2 separate regions of the Zea mays genome follow, and region 1 is linked to region 2. The links are chromatin contacts, called in public ChIA-PET maps. All regions are on one chromosome and are shown on one strand. Each heading gives the region's core, a stretch centred on a gene start, on an enhancer-like site or on the middle of the called end of the contact. The rest is flanking DNA. Distances are from core to core; before and after follow the strand shown. Region 1 holds the start of LOC103633517 (Glycosyltransferase family 61 protein). Region 2 holds the start of LOC100192831 (Uncharacterized protein family (UPF0114)).

Region 1 (3,408 bases), core at 885-3,384, 200 kb before region 2:
CTTCGTCGTCCTGCAACTGGCAACTGCAATGCAAGCACCGACTTGTCGTCTGGTTCATTCAGAGTTCACGTCTCATCATCATCAGATAATGAACACAGCAAAACCGTGACCCTCTTTGTTGGACGCTGCATTGCGTATGTTTAATGTAACTGGATCTTGTGTTGAGTTATGTATGTATGCATGTACATGCACAGCAAGGTCTGGGTGTTTTCTTTTTACCATGGATGGATCACAGGTACAGGACGACGACGACACAGAAACTAATGCAAAGAATTGTCAGTTCAAGTCAGTGTATAATAGCCGAAGGAAAAAAAATGAGAGAATGGGTAGGAATGAAAACTATAGCACAGCACAGGTTCAGAGCAGAGAGCAGAGGAGGAGATGAGTCCATTGAGATGGTGGCGGTTGGTTAATCGAGACTCGAGACCGACTAAACCTAGCTGTCCGACGGCATCACTCGGCCGCTCTCGGCCGCCGCCGCCGGCCGCCGGCCGCGGCCAGGTACCGGTGCGCCGCGACGAGCTCCTCCCGGAAGCGGGCAAGGTCCAGCCGCACGTTCTGCCGGTCCAGGTACACCTTCTTGGTCACGTCCCAGCCGCGCTGCGCGACGCCGGCGGGGTCCGTCAGCACGGGGTCGCCCGTGGGGTACTCGCGGGACAGCGAGCTCTCCTCGGGGAGGATCTTGTAGCCGACGTAGCGCAGCCCCATCCGCGCCGCGGGGTCGCCGTAGTAGGCGCCGGCGGCCCAGTCCGTGCCCAGCGGCACCACCTGGATGAACACCTTCCCGGGCCGCATGAACAGGAAGTGCGTCATGGCGGCGCCGTGCACCCCGACCATCGCGTCGCTGGCGTTCAGCTCCCGGTATATCTTGCACAGCTCCGTGGTGCGGTCGGGGCGGATCACGCGCACGTCGAACCCGACGTCCGCCGCCAGCGCCGCCACGTCCGCCTCGTTCTCGATCACGCGGGACCCCGTCCGCGACACGATCACCAGCCTGGGCCGCCGCTCGGCCTCGGCCTCGCGGGGACCTGCAGGAGGCGCGCGGGGGACCAAGGCGCCGCCGCGGTGGTGGCGGTGCGGGCGCCTGCGCGCCGCGCGCCGCTCCAGGCGCTCCAGGAACTCGATGCGGCCGCGGTACGCGTCGTCCAGGAACCTGCGGAAGTCGCCGATGCCCCGGCGCTCGGGCGTCCGCGCCGGGTCCACGGTCAGCTCGCCGTGGATGCGCAGCCCGGCGATCACCTCGGGGAAGCAGTGCACGCGGCGGTCGGCGCTGAAGTCGATCGGCGGGAACTCCGACAGCTGGGACACCACGTCGCCGTACTTGGTCATCCACCAGTCGTGGTACTCGAGGATCACCAGCGCCACGCGCCGCCGGAGGTGGCGCGCCGTCACGAAGAGCGGCAGGATGCCGTCGTTGAACTCGTGGTACACGTTCCCCGTGTACCCGCCGGTGGAGAACACCACGGCCGGTACGTCGTGGCGCACGTCGCACCGCGCGGCGTCGCCGGGGGCCACGCGGCGCAGCCGCACCTCGTCGATCGTCGCCATCACGTTCGCCTCCCACTTGCGCGTGTACGGCCGTATCCGCTCCCCCGGCGTCGAGTTGCCGGTGGACACGAGCTGGAACGACGCGCTGGCCGAGTGCATGCGCAAGTCCCCCCTCGCGAAGCAGATGTCCGCGCGCTCCGACGTGCGGTCGCAGCAGAGGCTGTTGTTCCCCACGGCCGAGCACGGCCCGGACACCCCGCCGCGCGCGGCCGTGGCCGCCGCCGCCGCGCCGCCTTCATCGCTATGCACGAAGGAGAGGAAGGACACGGGCGCCACGAACAGCGTCCCCACGCAGAGGAAGGAGAGCAGGAGCATGGCCAAGAAGCGCCGCACGCCGAGCGCCCTGGGTTGCACCGTCTTGCCGCTCTTGCCACCGCCGCCGCTGCCGTAGTCCTGGTAGTAGTACATGACCCGCCGCCCGACGCCCTTGGGCTGCGACACTTTGCATGCCACCTCCTGCTCCGTCTCGCCCTTCCTGAACTGCAAGATGTAGATTCTGTGTTGCTGTTGCTGCACCATGGCCGTCGCCAGAGAGAGAGAGAGAGAGAGAGAAGGCCTCCCGGTCTCGGATGACTATGAGCAGAAGAGGAGAGGGGGGTATAAATGGCTCAGCTTTAGCAGAAGAGTATAGGAAACTATTGGCGGTTAGAGGTTGGCGGATGACTATGCTATGTCACGGAAAACGCAGCCAACAGTGATGGAACAAACATCTCTTTGAGGTGCATCCAGTGGGTCCTCTGATTGCCACCTAAATTAAAATTAAAACGCGCAATATATTTCTTATATAACGACAATCATTCACTCTAGATAAATGAATCAACCCAGTTCTCTTATTTCACATCATAAAAATTAAGCCAAGACTAGCCTCAGCTGTTTGCAGTCGTATCTGATTGAAATATATATCGCTGCACTCATTTCTTGAGAAGACATATCTACGGATAATATTATGGCATGTAAAATTTATTGTCAAGTGCTTGTGTATATAGTTTTTTTTTACGAATTGGACATGAAAGTTCCTGATTATATTAGGAAAACAAAGAACGCAAATTAGGTAGTTTAATAACCAACGAGGGTGTAACAACCAAAAACAACAACTAGAGCTAACAATTAAAAGTAAAAACCAACAAACGACGGTCGGTTAGATTGAGACATCAACACGCGCCGTACGCCCGTACAACACCGACGCACTACCGACATATAGCCTCTTTTCCGAATGAATACAATTCTGTTTAGCAACTTTTAACGGTCATTTACAAGGGAAGCATTGGGACGTACTACGGGGGTTGTTGCCAACGTACAAACCGGTAACGACATGCCAGGTCAGGGATGGTCGTGCAACTGTTTTTTTGGCGTGACGCCTGGTACGCCGACAATGATCTTGCTACAAGATACATGTATCTGCTCAACCACGTGAAGAACTTTGAGGTTCGTGTGAGGCATGTGAAGGAAGATGGCATCGCCTCCATGTTGGTGTCGCGCCTAACTGATCTTGAGGAAATAAACGCCCTAGTGTACTCCATCTCTCTAGTGGACGAGCCTAATGTCCGGCAGTGCTCTTTGGCACAACAAAGCTCCATAGAGGGTACAATTTTTCGACTGGTTGGTAGGAAAAGAAAAAAATGCAATGCAAAGTTAATCTGCTAACAAAAAGAATTGATGTCAGGTGAAGCTTGAAACAACGACACATGCCCTCTTTTGCTTTGAGTTCGCAAGGCGCTTCTAGGTGTGGCTTAGGATCGACGTCCCCGAGCACGATAAAGTTCTCCTGAGCAACCTCTTGCGTCCTCTGGACACTCCAGAGTTACACTTCAACGTTTTTGTGTTATTGTGTTGTTGGGAAACGTGGAAGAGAAAAACAAA
Region 2 (3,494 bases), core at 35-2,534:
TAGAGAGAAGCTGATGACAAGAAGATGCAGATCGAGTAGCTGAGGAGGTCCAGCCCCGTGGCTATCGTCACCATCTTGCTCTTCTCGAACATCTTCACAAGTAGAATCATCACGATGACGTGCCCCACTTTTGTCTTGAGCTCGTCAAGCGAGGTGATGTTCATCCACTTCGGGCGTTCCTGCATGATGAACAAAAGATTTATCGTATTGCTAAAGGATTCAAAAGGTTACTTGCAGAGAAGTGTTTGAGATTTCAAATTCCTGAGAGCTACCTTCAAAGCGAACATCCCGAACAGCGACGAGCCGCTCAGGGCACGGTCGGATTCAGGAGCAACACTCGCGGGAGCGTTGCTGATGAAGAGGCCGTAGAGACCCATCCCAAATATCAGCATGACTGTTCCAGCAAGATACACATCTGCAGAAGATCGTGCTTGCACAAGTGTACCAGCAAAGGAACAGTTAACTGACGACGCTAGTTGGCTGAACAGAGGTCAGCTACAAGAACAAACAAACACCTCACCGATGGCCTCGACGACCTTGAGGACCATCTGCCCCGTATGAACCCCCTTGACACAGCTCGACCAGTAAACCTGGTACGCCTCTTTGATGAAGACACAGCCCTGGTCACGAGTATGCGTCAGATAACCAGATCCATTAATAATAACCTTGGTGTGGAGAGTGGCAGTAGCAAAGCATGCAAGACCATGTCGCTTACATTGAGGAAGCACAGGACGGAGCCGGCGAGTGACCCGGCGACGGCGAGGAGTGCCAGGAACCGGAAGTCGAAGATCACCTGCGGAGAGCAGAGCACAGCACAGCAGCAGCGACCGCGCGCGTCAGACGGGCATGGGTGATGGATGGAGCAGATGGTGAGGGGCCGTCACGGGGACACGTACCCTCTCGACGGTGGTCTCGACGGCGGTGGACTTGGTGACTGTGGCGGGAGCGATGGCGTGGCCGTTGGGCCCGCCCACGGTCCCGTAGCCGCGGCCGTCCTGGGACGACGACGCCACCTCTCCGGACGGCGCGGGGGAGGCCGAAGAGGCGACGGCCACGAGCCGCCGCCGCGGCAGCGCCGGAGGGAGCAGCCGGGACCCCGCCGGGGCCGCGTGGACGGCTGGCGGCGCGGCGCAGCCGCGCAGCAGCAGGAGCGCCATCGGGTGTCTGTGTGGTGCTTGCCGCACGAGAGAGGCTTGGCTGCTGCCGCAGCGTGCAGGTGTGACGCCTCCGGGCGGGCGGGGTCGCTGGGAATGGAAGTGGAGCGAGTGCGACTGTGCGACTGCGAGGCGGCGATCTGAAGGAGAGGCGGGCAGCGGGCAGCGCAGGAGGGGATGTACCTCGTGGTTGGTGTCACTGTCGGGTGTGTCCCACTCCCACTGTTGGTTGGTTCTACTATATACAATACACTACACGTGAAGAGTCGTGCGTGAGAGCTGAGAGGAGCGGGTCGCGACTCGCGAGTCTGTACTGCAGCTTGGAGTTGGTGCATGTGACATTGCCACCGTCGATGGACTGTTCTGGCTGAGCGGCGAGCACGTGCAGAGAGATATTTGTTGCCGGCGGGGTGGGTCCGGAGTCTGGACCCACACGAAAGCGGTTAGAAGGGATGAGACGACGAAGACGACGGCATCGTTTTGGGGACAGACCAAGGCCAGCAAATGCATATTGCACACTGCGCCCCCACACAGAGGCCGGAGCCGTGGACGAGAGCAAAGCCAGCTCGTGTGTACCTGTACCATTGGGCGTGCAGCACGTGTGTACAGAGAAGGGCTACAGATGCAAGAACGCGCGCGCACAGTAACAACCCCCACGGCTCCCCATTCCAAACGGCCGTTTTTTTTTTGTATTTTAGACTTTTTTATGATTTTTTTTCACATTTCTCTACGTGTTAAGATGATAAAATTACATTAACTTCCTACTGGTTACTAAAGGGTTTCACATGAATTTGGGGTCAAAACCAGTTAATAACTTCCTACTGGTTACTAAAGGCTTTCACATTTCTCTACTCCGAACGAAAATAACAATTTTTAGTGCACAGAGGGTACTTAACCATAATCACCTATGTAACAGTGGCTATTGTCATTTTCGTTACTTTCCCTATGATCTAGATAAGGTCTTAGTGATTTCCCCAAAAATTCCTAGGATGACTCGTAGTGGCCTTTTATCAAGGATTTTCTAATATATATCTCATGTATTGCATACGGGGAGCTTCACTAAAAGACGATGGTGCTATGTGCGAGCAAAATTTGATGGGGTGGACTGTAGGTGCGAGTCCACGTTCACTAGGGGAAGTGTTGCTCTGGTGAGTGGTGGCTCACCAATGTAACGGGGTAGTGACCGAGAGAGTTGGTTGGCGAGCTTCATTGTGCCACATGGAAGTTCATGGCGGGCTTGGGCTGGGCTGGGGAGGCACAATGAGCTCTGGCCACGGTGGTCGTGCTCTGGGTAGAATGGCAGGCAGCAAAGCTCGATTGAACGACGATTTCCTGTGGCAGGTTGCTTGGGCATGATGGTGGGGGTCAAGCTGCGTTCAACTGAGGCCATAGGGTGGCTTTAGAGGCGCGCGAGGTGCTTGCACGACGGGGCACTGGTTTGGCTGCGCACTGGCATGCCAGCCAGTGTCAAACACATGGCCGATTTGCTTGAGCTCGTTTTCTCACGTGTGCTGTCACAAATCCAAGCTTGATCTCGGCAAGATTTTTGTACATGGCGTCTTCTTCACATCCTAAGATAACTCTTTTGTATGGGGGCTGAGAGATTTGATTCATTGGTGTGTAAGATATGGGAGGGGAAAGGCTGATCTATCCAGCTGCTCCATCCCGAGGGAAATCTAATGTCATGGCATTGCCAAACGGTGGCACCTTGGGTTGAAATTTTTTGTAGGGTATACTTGAGATATTTTGACACACTTTTTGTAATTGGATCACTTTGGTTTAAGGCTTATAACTTAGTGAACATGTGTGGTCTTTGTTGTAGGATTGATTTTGAGTTAATGAATTTCCTGATTTTCCCTCTCTTACACACATTTGACATGATTAGGGATCTTTGACAAGCCTTTTTGGTGTCCAAACCTCAATAACTTTTGTTAAGTGTTTAGTGAACTACAACTTTTGTTAATGGTCCACCTTGTGATTAGGCGATTTGATAAGCTTCCTTGATCACTTATGTTTGGTGCTTCCTATGCTCTTAAGGGGTGAACTTAGTGTTTTGGGTTAATTCCCTTCCTTTGATTACTATGAGATGGTCAAGTAAAACCCTCTAGGATGGTTAGCACCTAATTAGAGCATTGATCCAAAAATGTGGTGACTTTTTTCCTAAGTGATCCACATGTGATAATGGGTTAAGGAGTGTTGGTTGGGTTAACCCCTTAGCTAACATCGGTATCCGCACGTTAATCTTTCTTCCAAATAAATTCCACATACAGGGCATCCCCTAGGGATTCGTGTCCACAGACAATCATAATCCCATTGTCAAAATGAATACAGTCAATTCCT

What was found. ChIA-PET counts read pairs in DNA pulled down with a chosen protein or histone mark.
Region 1: an H3K4me3 ChIA-PET map of seedling shows a contact between it and region 2, with 7 times the contacts expected there. The contact joins the promoter of LOC103633517 here to the promoter of LOC100192831 in region 2. A contact is called at or near these places in 2 of 25 Hi-C or Micro-C datasets (ear and tassel) and 1 of 3 datasets of contacts at active chromatin or transcription factors (seedling).

The regions. Positions count from the first base shown.
Region 1 is chr7:179,946,986-179,950,393 of Zm-B73-REFERENCE-NAM-5.0, reverse strand. LOC103633517 (Glycosyltransferase family 61 protein) reads right to left here and starts at 2,134. Exons shown (of 1, transcript NM_001323014.1): 1 at 189-2,134. The coding sequence starts at 2,067. The coding sequence ends at 454.
Region 2 is chr7:179,749,621-179,753,114 of Zm-B73-REFERENCE-NAM-5.0, reverse strand. LOC100192831 (Uncharacterized protein family (UPF0114)) reads right to left here and starts at 1,284. Exons shown (of 5, transcript NM_001138022.2): 1 at 897-1,284; 2 at 716-793; 3 at 521-620; 4 at 273-415; 5 at 1-179. The coding sequence starts at 1,157.